2 separate regions of the Mus musculus genome follow, and region 1 is linked to region 2. A link is a contact called in public promoter capture Hi-C data. All regions are on one chromosome and are shown on one strand. Each heading gives the region's core, a stretch centred on a gene start, on an enhancer-like site or on the middle of the called end of the contact. The rest is flanking DNA. Distances are from core to core; before and after follow the strand shown. Region 1 holds the start of Xkr5 (X-linked Kx blood group related 5). Region 2 overlaps Csmd1 (CUB and Sushi multiple domains 1).

What was found. Promoter capture Hi-C pulls out the DNA fragments that hold promoters and counts their contacts.
Region 1: a contact with region 2 is called in a promoter capture Hi-C map of the HPC-7 cell line, with 8 times the contacts expected there. The contact joins the promoter of Xkr5 here to the enhancer-like site in region 2. A contact is called at or near these places in 8 of 39 promoter capture datasets (the 3T3-L1 cell line, 3T3-L1-derived adipocytes, the HPC-7 cell line and 4 more) and 1 of 484 Hi-C or Micro-C datasets (myeloid progenitors).

Annotation. Positions count from the first base shown.
Region 1 is chr8:18,949,299-18,955,863 of GRCm38.p6, forward strand. Xkr5 (X-linked Kx blood group related 5) reads right to left here and starts at 1,677. Exons shown (of 7, transcript NM_001113350.2): 1 at 1,578-1,677. The coding sequence starts at 1,635. It overlaps Gm40464 (a long non-coding RNA gene), which reads left to right and starts at 969. Exons shown (of 3, transcript XR_870173.3): 1 at 969-1,132.
Region 2 is chr8:17,410,641-17,417,639 of GRCm38.p6, forward strand. The region is part of intron 1 of Csmd1 (CUB and Sushi multiple domains 1); the gene reads right to left. It overlaps C030002A05Rik, which reads right to left. Exons shown (of 1, transcript XM_030243881.1): 1 at 1-6,999. Among named protein-coding and RNA genes, the nearest start is that of C030002A05Rik, 78 kb to the right of the region's middle. Within about 2 kb of position 2,826, at least 26 of the 459 cell types and tissues checked have an H3K27ac peak or open chromatin away from gene starts, as enhancers often do. A contact at or near this core is called in the HPC-7 cell line and myeloid progenitors, where this site is marked.

The DNA.
Region 1 (6,565 bases), core at 427-2,926, 1.5 Mb after region 2:
ACATAACCAGCACAGCATCCTTACCATTAGCAAGGAGCCCACAGGGCCTGCTAGCGATAAGACAGGCATAGTGGTAGTGGTATGTCTGTGGGGTTACACCGCATATGTGCTAAGTACCTGGGGGACCCAACAACCAGGAGTGACCTGGAGTCACCACACGGTTACAGCCAACCAGGGCTGCATGTGCTGGACTTCAGTCATAGCTGGTTCTGTGTGAGGCTGGCTTTGGATTTTCTTTTGTTTTGTGTTTCTAAGGACTGAACTCAGGGCAGTTCCTGTGCTAGGTAAGGCCTCTGCTATCCCCGAGTCCACTTTTCTGTTTATTTAGAGACAATGTTCTGCTAAGTTGCACAGGCTAGCTTTAAACTCTTTCTGCAGCCTAGTTAGGTTTAGAACTCACCACGTTCATCCACCCCCAACCTCTTCATTGGCTTGGATTATACGCCTATGCCATCAGACCAGGCTCCACCTATATAACCTCGGATGTCAGCGAGAAGCTGTGTTGGTATTACTGATTACTGAGGGGGATTGTGGAGGGTACTCAGGGACCCTTTCACACTACCGTTGTCCTGAGTTTTCTAGGATTACCAAGGAATGTAGATCAGTAGGCACAAACCTCACTGCTTGGAGGCAGAGCCGGGAACCCATCAGCTATGGGAAGAGAATAGCCACTATTCCTTTCTCAGTCCCAGGTTATGTTCAGTGCACTGACAAGCTTCCTGCTAAACATCCATTCTTTTCCTGTTGGAAAGCTAGGGGACTAGGCCACTATGGGCAACAGTGTACTTCCTAGTCTCTTAGGGCCTAAACTAGCGCCCTTTGGGATTCTGAGTGGGTGTTGGGGACGGGAATCTGCAGGGATTATTCTGTAAATCAGAGGTAAATTTCAGAGATACCATGTCCAAGAAGGGACGCGGAACCTTGTTGGATCCGGATGGTGGAGTTTCCCCAGGGACCGGGCCTTGTAGGAGAGTGGCAGAAGTGGGCGGAGGCACTCTATGCCAGCACTGAAAGGGTTACAAATTCAAACGCGAAAGGCGCGAAAACTATGGCCATCTTGCTTCATCTCCGCTACCCACAGGACCCTTGTCTTCAGTAAACCAGCGTTCTGCTGTGTCACAATCTCGAAAGGGTAACCAGTGTCCTTTGGGATCCCACCCCTCCACCTCTCCCAGCTCTTGGATCGCATGCCACCCCAGCCCGGAGCCCGGGTGTCCAGGGAGCCAGGGCGCCTCACCAAGTGCTGGCGCTCCAAAGTAGCCTCCTCACGCAGCTCTTTGCAGAGCACCAGCGAGAGGAGAGAGAAGGGACTCAGGGCTCCGGGTTTGGAGTATGGGGAGGATCCATGCATGGAGGGATGTCTAACTGGATGGAGGAAATCATGCATGGTGAGGGGATCACACAGGGAGTGCTCTGCAGGCTAGGACGGGAGATCATCGTGCGTGCACCGGCGCAGTGTTCGCCGCTTGCCTGCCTGCCGGAGGAGGAGGAGGCACAGCGGTGGTAGATGTGCCCCGCACACTGGGTTGGAGTAGGGTATTGGAGGGGTGAGCACTCGCGGGCTGCGCCTCACTCACGCGCGCTTTGCTCGGCCGCCTGCAGCAGGGCAGAGAGCCCCAGGAGCCCCGCGTGCATCTTCTGAGCTGCTGCTGCCTGTGCCCGCCCCTTCCCCTGCCCGGGACCGGGTTGGGGAGGCTTCCGGCTTGGGGCCCCAAGACAGGAGGCTTTTCTTCCCAGTCAGTTACCAAGTTGCTAGTAGGGTTGGGGTGAAGGCGGGGACAGGGGGCAGGAGGAACCGACAGGTTCTTAGGGGGCAGTCTCGCGGTCTGTGTCAGATTTGCATGCTGTCCCAGCCTCCTAACGGCTGTAAGACACAATGGGTTTGTTCTGAAGCGAAATGGGTTAGTCACTGGGTGGTCATAGTCAGCGGGTTTGCTCAAAACAGAGTCCACTTAACTACTAGTCAGAGTGGTGTATGTGTGTATGTGTATCATGGGAGGAGGAATTTGAAAAGCTGATTGGGACTTTTGAAAAATTTCAGTTGTGTGTCCAGAAAAGGGAAAGGAAACACGCCTAAAATGGCATCTGAGCCTTTAATAGCCGCTTTGCTTTCAGACCTTTCTCCCAGGTATCCTTGAGGGGTTAATCCAGATCCCCCAAAGCCAGAAGTAAACCTTCCCACGGAAAGTCTTTCTGGGAGATGGGAAAGCATCACCCTGACATTTGTTTCGATGTAGAGGTTACACAGGACTGTGGACGTGGGGACAAAGATTGTTCTGAATCGTCCATGCCCAGCGGAAAAATGTTTTATAACCCTTGAGCAGGCGTGGCAGGAAATTACTAAGTAGAGGTCAGGCCTACAGCGATTCTGCCCCATAGAATTCTTGCGAAGGAATAAGAATACACAAATTAGGACTGGAAATAAATGCTGTTCATGATTAGTGATGGGTGGGGAACATTTCAATACATTTCTCAACATTTTTAGCCTTAAAACATCCCACCACACTCCCCATCCAAATTCCTAGGTGTACGGTTTGAGAAATAAAAACATATTCTATATTTCATTTGTTAAAAACAGTCCAAGGCAGGCAAGGTGGGGGATCAGGACGTTGGCTGCCTCTCTGGTCTGTCTTGTGTGCTGTGTCCAGTGTGGAGGGACATGGCCCCCCAGGTTCAGAATCCTATAAATGGAGATCGCAGAAGGGTCAGCTGGAAGACACAACTGGGGATTCCAGCTGGGATATTCTATCTGATTCTATTCTATTTGATTGGCTGTGTGGCAAAGGTGGTTGGTTCATAATCACACCTCCTGTGCCACCAGCCTCCCTTCTCTCTACCTTTCTTTTCTTCACAGCACTTATCCAGTTACGTTTCCTCCTTGGCTAATGTGTTATCTTTTACCAGTCTGCTATGGCAGGAGGTGAGGTGCCTTCATTAGACTAATGACACTGTCTCTAGACCTGACTCAGGGGAGGCTCTTGTGAGACAGACTTCCTGGAGAGACAAAACATGACAGATAAAAGCAATGGCTGCACCCTTGTCCAGCTTGGTGAACCAATGAGTATTTACTGTGGTGACTAACTGGAGTGGGGGACTCATTACTTACAAGGAGCAGGGATGTCTCAAAAGCAGCGGCAACATCAGAGAGATCACCCTGACATGGGTTTAGATTTCTCCTGCAGGCTCCACATGGCATTAGACCAGAAATGCTGGTATTCTCTATCCTTCAAGCTGACTGGGGAAATCTCGCCTGGGTAAGGTAGATGCGTTGAGAGATCCTTTATAGTCTCAAGATTCCCACTCTTGGTAAGTCCCAGGCCCTGGCTGATATGGCCCGATTAGATTGTTGGTGGCCTCTCTGGAGAATAATCCAGCTTCCCAGAGAAGACTTCCCTAGGGTAGGTAGAACTTCTTACGCACAGGATGTGTCTGTGCTCAGGACTAAAACGGGTCCTAGAATGAGCTAGGAGCTGCCTGTGATAGGCCATCCATCTCCTTGTTTCCCACAGGACTGCTTGTAACTCTGAAGGTTGCTGATTCAGGCCTCCCAAGCAGGGTATGTCCTCCTGCTGACCCCTCAGGCACAGGACCAGCTCTTCTCTGTTCCCTTTAAATCCTGCATCCCTACCTCTCCTGTGTATTTAGTTGGTGCGGAGACTTTCCTGCCATCATAAAGGTCAGGGGAAGAAGGCCATTGTAAGTGTTGGCAAGAGATGGTAGTGAATCCTTATGGTTCCCACAGGGCCCAGAGCAGAGGGAAAGGGGGAGGGGGAGGGGGAGAGGGAGAGGGGGAGGTAGAGGTAGGTGGAGGAAAAGAGGGGGAGGGGGAGGGGGAGGGGGAGAGGGAGGTAGAGGTAGGTGGAGGAAAAGAGGGGGAGGGGGAGGGGGAGGGGGAGAGGGAGAGGGGAGGTAGAGGTAGGTGGAGGAAAAGAGGGGGAGGGGGAGGGGGAGGGGGAAGGGGAGGGGGAGAGATCTCACTTGGTATGATATGAACGTGGCCTCTCTGTGAGAAGACCTTCCTGTAAGCTAGAAATACTTTCAGCACAGGTGAGTTCTTTATGTGCTGATAAAACATGGGAAGTGGAAGATGCCAGAATCTGCCTGTGAATAAGCCCTATGTATGACAGGCTCTTACCCATGTGTCTCAGGGGACAGCTCACAGATTCGGAGGGTTGCCACTTTAAGCCATCGAGCTAGGATGTGCTCTCCTGGTGTTCCTTCATATCTAGGACTGTTAGTCATTTCCCTAGAACCGTCAGTCATTCTCCTGGAGCCTTGTACCCCTGGCTTTGACAGGTGTCTCAGCTTCTGTGGGACCTGGGTGACCTGGGAGAAGAGTAGCCGAACAGCAGGATCAGATAGTATCGGAATCTATCATTTCTACCACGTCTAGGACGCAGATATGAGGTGCCTGTTGGACAGTGGTGTTCCAAAGCCCTGTGTTGGCTGTATTCATATGGATCAGGAATGCACAGTTTTATAGCTGTGCATGATATCATATGATATTGCAATGCAGAGTGAAGTCCTCAGAAGCAGCCCTCTGTCCCCTGATGAGTCTCCAATCCTGTGGGCAGCATGTCTTTACGGTTAGATTTGCTTTTATCCTGGATACTCCAGGTCAGTATCTCCTTCCAGACCTGTTATGTTTCCAAGTCTGGGGTGTTTGTGTAATTCTGGCAAGGATTCCCACAATAGGGCCCCTCCTGCTCCAGGGGAAAGAACATGACTGTGGAGGGTCAGCCATCAGCCAGTTTCTGTGTGCGTTCAGGCCTGTGCTGCACAGGGCTGTATAACTTTCTTCCAGTAGGGGTCTCAGCAGCTTCATTTTTGCAAACAGACTTGTAATCCTTGAATGGTTTCAGCTCAGAACGCAAACACCCAGCATGGCCAGCAGAGGGCAGCCGCGCATCCCATTCAGAACTGTAACTATAGTTGGTCATTCCGTTAGTCACCACAGGTTCTCGACGATTCCACGTATTCCCCCTACTTGAAAATAATATTTAAATCTATCATTTGAGAAGTCCATCGTGTATGCGGTGCGTTTTCATCTATCCATTCCTATTCTATCTAACTTCCCTTGGATGCTCTTTCCCATGTTCACCCCACATTCATGCATTTAAAACTCGTTAGAATTAGCCCACTAAGAGCAGTATGCACATGGGTTTTGGGTTACCTCTAAGGATAAGGACAAACCACCAGTGGCACATCCCCCAGATAAAAGCATGCTCCTATCTCAGCAGCCATCAATTACCCCAGCTCCTCGGTTAGGACTTGGCCCCTGGGACCTTTCCTTCCAGGCTCAACTTTTTACTAGGACGATCTTGTTCAGGCTGGGTGCAGGGAACAATAGCTGTTGTGGGCTCACAAGTGCTATGGCCCTGTCATGTCTGGAGCACAGCATTCCTTAGTGTCATCTCCATTCTTTGGCTTCCATGGTCTTTCCGCCCCTTTTCCGTAACAATCCTTGAGCTTTCTTTTTCCTCCCTCCCTCCCTCCCTCCCTCCCTCCCTTCCTTCCCTTTTTTTTTTCTGTGTAAAAGCGTTTTCCTTTGAGATACTCACAGTCTCCCATTTTCAATTTTGTTTTGTAGTTGGTGCTTTTGAGTTTAAGACAATGCGCTGGCTTTCTGTAAGCAGAAACATCTCTTTCTGTTTGCCTCTCCTCTAACAGGTTGAGGTTTATATTCGAGTATCTCACCCAACTTGATTTTGTATTAACATATGAATCCAGACAAGTACTGCGGGTCTGAAACCCAGTCTCTGGAGTTCATGCTGTGATTGGCTGAATTACAATGTAAAGTTTTGACTCTAGTAACACGAGGGTACTAACTAGGAATCAGTAGGGTTCTAATGTGTGGCTGATAGGCAGGGGAAATGTCTTATAACGACCCCAGTGAAGCTTACAAATACCTTCTGAGAGTTTCTGAACATTTAAAAGATTTAGGGGACATTGGTTTCTTAAGTTTCTGCCAGGAGAACCAGCATAATACATGCATCTGAAAATGTGAACTCTCTTTGCCTAAGGAGTTGCTAATCACCATTCTGCAGCAGGTGCCAGGCAGGCTTTGAGTTTCTTGGGGACATTCCTACCAGATACCTATCAATATTGGACTCCCATCAGTCTCCTCAAAGCGAGACACACAGTGTGACCAACTAAGAGGTGAAGAGTCCTCTAAAGAGCTGATTTAATTTCCTAGCAAATAGAAAGGTAAACTGGGAGCAGCGTGTGGGAGTGGGTCTTATGTACACGGGGCAATGGAAATAAAACAAGAACCCCAGTTCGAGCAGGTCATAATTAACAATATTGGCCTAGTTTCCACCCATTCTCCTTTTGATATTGTATCTCAGTGAGGTAGTCCCTGCATTTCTGTGCTTAGTTGTTTGGACGACACATGGAGTGTTGGCTCTATGTGCCCACTATTGCAAGTGAAACTGTCATCTCCCTTGGTTGACATGGGGGTTAGGGCACCGAAGCCTAGAGTTACTGGAATGTGATAGTGACTATCACACTCACTTCTCATATCTTTCTACCTCGTTCTTCCAGGAAGTGTCCCCAGATGGTCCTT
Region 2 (6,999 bases), core at 1,576-4,075:
ATATGTATACAAAAATAAATCCCAAATTACTTCTAAAGTTCAAAACATGACTACTTTGTCACTTTGAATATTACATAAATAAGCACACATGTGCACACAGATGAAACTAAAAATTGAGTATATCAAATTAAGGAATGATATTCTGAAATGCATTTACCTCTCCATTTTTAAAATATATTTTTGTTACTATGCTATCTATAAATTTAACCTTAATCATCTACTTTCATGGTCTGGCGTTGGCAAGAAGTTTTAGAACATGATTTAATTTTTATTTGGCTTCTGCAAATACAATGTTTTACGAGAGCAAAGTTGCTGTCATAGCTTCAAAGTTAACAATACTCCTACATTTCTCCTTTCATTTTAGTAATGAGATTTCTCTTTTATCTTAATAACATATGGCAAAATGATCTTCAAACATTGTAAGGGGCTCTTTACTTTGAAAAGACAGCTCAGCGATCTTACAAAAGTAATAATTATGACCTTAGATTGAATGAAGAAGAGAAAAAAAAATCATCTACTTGACTGAAATAGGAAACTGAAATCAATCACTTCACTTTCTTGATGCTCATAACTGATGACTTGAGGTATCTTATACTGCCTCAGCCTGTTGTGATTTCCATTTTACAAAAGATGCTCTGACCTTATAGACCTTATAGTGGATCCTTTGGAAGGAAAGGTGTCCTCACCCCACGTTCTAACAGTAGCTGTCCTGGCTTCACTGGACTCAGGGGCCCATCCTCTTACAGGTTCTAAGCTCTGTGTACTGTGTCTTGCAGACTTCCCTGTCTATGACAGCTGCTTTCCTGCACCAATGCTACTCTCCTGAAAAAAAATGTATGCATGTTTCTTCAATATGCTAGAAGACAACTGCAACCCAGGAAAGCCAGATCCCACATTATCTCTTTTACCAAGACATTACCTGAAGGACCACTCTTTACCTCTGCACATTCTTAGGGGCTCACGGTCTCTGCTTAATTTTAGTGAATGTCAATAATGACTCAGAAAATAATGAACAGCTTAAATCTTTCTGAGCAGTTACTTTGAAAGTCTTTTTAAAAGCTCATTTCTGTCATTGTGTGTATGTAGGAATCCTTGAGACTAACCTGACAGCAGGAGCTAAATGTAAAGGCTGGGATTATGGCATATAGAGTGGTTCAGCTCTTGACACCATAATGGATCTGTGCCTGCGTGAACATTATTCCAACCATACCACTAATTCAAAGTGACTTCAATTATGTCCAACTAAACAACAAAGTCTATGACATCAGGAGGTCATGTCTGTGGCTACTGTTCTAATTTGACAGAAATCTCTCTAGAAAAATCTCCAAATATCAATCTTCGCATGAGAACTTTTCATTCTTTGATTTTTTTATGGTTTTAGAGCTTTATTGTAGAAAGGCAGAGATAAAGAGAGAAGGTAGAAAGAAGGCCATGTGGATGGGAAGGGGAGGGAGAGGGAGGAAGAGAGCTAGAGTTGAGAGTAAGAAAGGTGAGAGCTTAAAAGGCCATTCTTTGATTTTTTTATCCAATTATAAATACTATACATCATCACACACACAAACACACGCAAACACACACACACACACACACACACACACATATATATATATATATATATATCCATACATACACATATATACACTATACATACCTACACACACACAAACACAGATATAGCCATACATACACATATACACACATATACATACCTACAAATACATACATACACACACACACACACACACACACACACACACACACACAAGTTCATTAGCTCCTCTATGGCTTTATTCCTAAAGTGATGAAACAAAACTACAAACCACTATCTATCTCTAAAAGCAACTTTCTGAAAATATTTTTCTAGCTGTTTCTCTGAGGTAATATTGATGAAGGATATTTGTCTGTGTTGTGCTTTTTTTTCCTTTTATATAATATACATTTTATCATGTACTTCAGGCTAGATACTTTTATGTGACACAAGAGAGTTGTATCAATTTTTTAGACTACTAAATGAATAGGAGCTTGGAGCAGGCAACCAGCTTCCCCTCCTATCTCCTCTTACAGCTGACTACTTGTGGCAAATGGAGCATCTAGGATCTTATTAGCAAATACTCATCAGACATATCAAATCCTCCACACTAACTCCCTAGCTCATGGGCCATTATTACCCACAAGCCTTCCCCGTGCTGTTCTACCCCTAACTACAGGCTGTTCCAGCTTACATTCTCCCCCTCAATGTTTCCCTTTAAAACTATCAAGGCTTTTCCTACCTTTCAATATTTTTTTCTGTACACCCAGAAAGCTGCAGCAGTTTTGAACTTCCCCAAATAAACCTTTCTTTCCACCCAAAGACTGGCCTAGTTTGCTGACGTCAGTGCACCCTTTGATACACTTCCAAATTCACCATAACTCACTGTAAGCATAAGATAAGGGATGAAAAACAGAGAGGTTACATTGTAACAGCATAGACAGTTCGTGGTTTCCTGTTCCTGTTCCTTGTAACCTCACCTTTGGAACAGAACTTTTGAATGCTGGGTCCATTCTATATTATGCACCATGAATTGATGTGAGGAAACTTCTGGGATGGCTCACTGATAATCTCTAGTTCCCTAAAAGCTTCAGTTAAACTTTTGGGTTTTGCTCAAAATAAACCACCCAGAAATAATGTTTCTCGTGGAATACTTTTTTAAATGACCCATGTGACACTAACTAGACATCTGTTCTTTGCTTTCTTTATTAATATGGGCATTGACCATGTGAAATGGGTGGTAGGCCTTTCTGTGGTTGGCCAGGCTGAGAGTTGGCAAGCCTTAGGCTCTTAAACATTATGCAAATTAGAGGCTCCTCCCTACTCATCAATTTCCTTTCAGAAAACGAATGGCCCCACTGTTGACATGTCACAGGAAAGCATTTGATTAACTTCTTTCCTCTACGTAGTTGACTAACACTTAATTATTTTAAAGGTTTTACTGAAATGAAGAACCTAAATATATCCCATGTAAATGAGAACATTCCAGGAAGGTGTGGTTATTTATAGACAGTAGTTGTCTGAATCCAATGTTCTCTGTCTAAGTCAAACTTAAATATTTCAAAATTTTCTACTCTTACAAACCAAATTGTCAGTTAGGGTCCAAGGCAGCCATAATCAGGCTTTTACCATCAATGGTTGATTGTTTTTTTAAGTCATCTTGTTTTGAATTTTTTATGGCACTCTTCAAATCTGCAGATTTGAAGATAGGAGGGAGCTGAGACATGTCCTGCAGTAGACACACATGATGTGTGTGTGTGTCCTAATTTCCTTTTCGTTACTGTGATGAAATAGCTTGCCGAAAGGGAACTTAAAGGGGAAAGTGCCTATTTGGTACACTCGTCCATCTTTCCACCATGGCGAGGAAGGCAGGGCCACAGCTTGAATAGCTAGAAACATGACCATCCTAGACACACGCCCATCCAAGAGCAGAGCAGGAAGGACTCATGCTTGCTTGCTTGTTCTCAGCTTGATTTCTGCACTGTGTCACAGTTAAGGACCTCTTGTCTAGGGTGTGATATAGACACAGTGGACTGGGCCCTCCTACATCAATTAAATTAGGATACTCCATAGACAGGATCACAGACTCAGGCAGAGTAGACAATCCTTCATTGTCTACAAAGAGAACACAATCTCCTCCCAGATGACTCTGGATTGCGTAAGACTGACAACCAGAGCTAACCATCCCCACACACACACACACACACACACAAACACACACACACACACACACACACACACACACATATATATATATATATATATATATATATATATATATATATTCTCAGTCTTCAAGCTTGGAGAGGTGGTGATGGTGCTGAAGAACATTGTGTCCTGGATAACAGTGACTGGCTGAATTTGTCATATTCCTGATGATACTGAAAGTGTCTTACACACTACCCTTTACTGAAGAACTATAGGCTACTGATAGATTCTGGTAGAGGGGTAACAGCTGTCTTCAGTTTCATTCCCACTGACATACCCCTTAGGCTCTGACCCCAAAGTACATAGAGAGCTCTGGCCAGATCTGGAAAGACACAAATGAAACAGACATGAATGTTGCAAAGAAACTAGTAGGGAAGAAAGATGGTAGAAAGCTGTCCAAAAGGAGCTATATGCCATGTATGAGTGATGTCTGCATCAATATGACAAACATACCAACCAAAGAGTATACATGGATGAACCCATGGCTCCAGCTGCATATGTAGCAGAGGATGGCCTTGTTGGACATCAGTGGGACAAGAGGCCCTTGGTCTTGTGAAGGCTAGACCCCCCCCCAGTGTAGGGGAATGCCAGGCAGGGAGGTGGAATTGGGTGGGTGGGTGGGTGGGGGAACACCCTCATATAAGCAGGGAGAGGGAGGAACAGGGGTTTCTGGGGTTGGGGGACTGGGAAAGGAGATAATATTTGAAATGTAAATAAAGAAAATATCCAAAAAAAAAAAAGAAAAGAAAAGAAAAAGAAAAAAGAAAGTGTCTTACAAATGCAACTTGTCTTTCAGGCATGCATGTCATTGATCACAGCGACAGACACAGGCATTCTGATATGCATGGGAGCCTCTAAGGACAGCACAAGCTCAGTGTATTATGCCATTCCACTTCTACATAGTAAATCAATTGTTTAAAAGAGCAGGTCAAAACTCTTTAGCAAAGGCTTTCCTACCCACCTTCATGTCACCTGGCATACTCTACAGGTATACCACACATTCCTCAATTCAATCCAAAGCCACTATATGAGTAACCATGTCACTCTTCTCTGCTGCCTATTTCGTTTTGCCTTCTAGACCCAGGAAGTGAATATCAGACCGTACCAAGGCCCTCCTACAAAATACTATGGTTTTCTTGGCTACAAACAGGAAATCACAGGTGCAAAGAGAATTAAATAAATTCACATCTAAACACTGATCATGTAAGTGCTGGCTCTGACTCTGGGAGAAGGCTCAGGGGGTAAAATTGTTTTCTTGGAAACTGGATGGTTTGACCTCCATTTCCTGAACCCATAGAAGAAGGAGAGAACCAAGTCCCCAAAAGTTATGCATGCTGTGCACATGCATGTGCAAACACACATACACACACATACACACACACACACATACACACAGACACACACACAAGCACAGACTGACAACAAGTGAAAACAAGTGCTGATTTCTCTTTTGTGATGTTGATTTTGTCATTGTATTATCATATTACTGTTAATAGAGTATTGTATGGTCACTATTAATACAGTATTATATTATTACTGCTAATACAGCATTTCATTGTTACTCTTAATACAGTGTTATATTATTACTGTTGATACAGTGTTGTATTATTACTGTGGTTGGCATCATCATGGTTATGGCTATTACTTAACAACCTTTGGGTTTGATTAAACAAAGTTGAGGGAAGGATGATCAAGTGTGAAATGATTTACTTTCTTCTCAAACTCGTGAAAATGCTTACCTGGGGATGAAAATACATGGTCAGTGTGGCACTCAGAAGCATCCACTGTTGAACCCACTGGCTGTGGCAGAGGAACTGGCGGCCATCAGGGTTTAGCTGAGTAACCTGAAGTGTGTGTGTCTGTCTACCTGTCTGTCTCTGTCTCTTTCTATGTCTCTGTCTCTGTCTCTCTCTCTCTCTCTGTCTCTCTCTCTCTCTCTCTCTCTCTCTCTTGTTGTCCTTTGATGAATACATGACTATTTTTGGAAAGTAGGCCAGCTTTTTTTCTCTCCTCATTTTCACATTTACAATGGACCAGATCAAACATACAAGGGAAAACACATATGTATATTTTTGACTATGATTATCTGTAATCATTGAATATTTTTTTAACAGAAACAGTTAGCCCGATACTTAGAAACTCTGAAAGGCAACAAATATTAATTACATTCCTGTGCACTGGCATTTCTCATTTAAGACTTAGGCCAGAAACTCTTCACCTGACACCTGCCTCTGTTTTCTGAAGGATGAATAGTGGGACACAGTCAAAGTCCCACAGGCATGAAGTCAGTGCTCAGTCAGAAGCATTTTTCAGATTGCCTGTTAATCAGAAGGTAGCCAGTGGTACCCACGCACTTACCCATGCGTCTACCTGCTGAGCTGTGCTTTCGCCAGGCTTCTCCAAAGAAGAAAGCAGAAGATGAGTGTTCAATGCTAGAGGTCTATTAGGGTTCAAGGCCAGTGACCCCAAGAAAGAGAGGAATAAATAAAGCATGGAAAGAGTCAGCAAAGGTGGGTTGAGCCTGGTGCCTTTTCCTGATTTCTTATGAGTGTCTAAGAGACACTCCAAGGAAACAGAGGAGAGGAGCCATTGCTGACTCCTTCCTTATGCCTTCGTTTGCCCCCCTGGTTCCTCATTGCCTCACCTGGCCCCTTTGGTCTGTAGAAGGAGGGAGATACCACAGACTATAGATGACTATGAAATCTTATTTGAAGCTACCATGCTGGGGAGATTCCAAGAGACTTTGAATACATCAGGGTCACCTAAATATCAGAGGCTACATGCACTGCAGGGAACCAGGGTACTTAAAGATGCTGGTGGCAAATGCTATGGTTAGAGCTGTAACAACAGCTGCTGCTGGGAGACAGGTGACATGGATAGAATTCAAAAGACAAATACAGTAGGAGACAACACAAGTGACTGTTTCCATAGAACTGAACACAAAGCTAGTGAGACTATAATTTTCCATTCATCATGTCATGAAATTTAAATAACCATTCAAATATACAATGGAAGTCTTCTATAGTCTAATGTATTTAAGACTGATTGATGGATGGATGGATGGATGGATGGATGGATGGGTAGATGGATGGATGGATTGACTGATTGATATAGGGTCTCATGTAGTTGGAGGTTAACCTAAAATTTACTGTTATTAAGCCTGGCCTTGAACTCTGTTTCCTACCTCTTCTGCTTTAGAAGTGCTAAGGTAATAAGTATGTACCACTTCACTCTTACCTATTCTTCATAGACTTATAAATGTT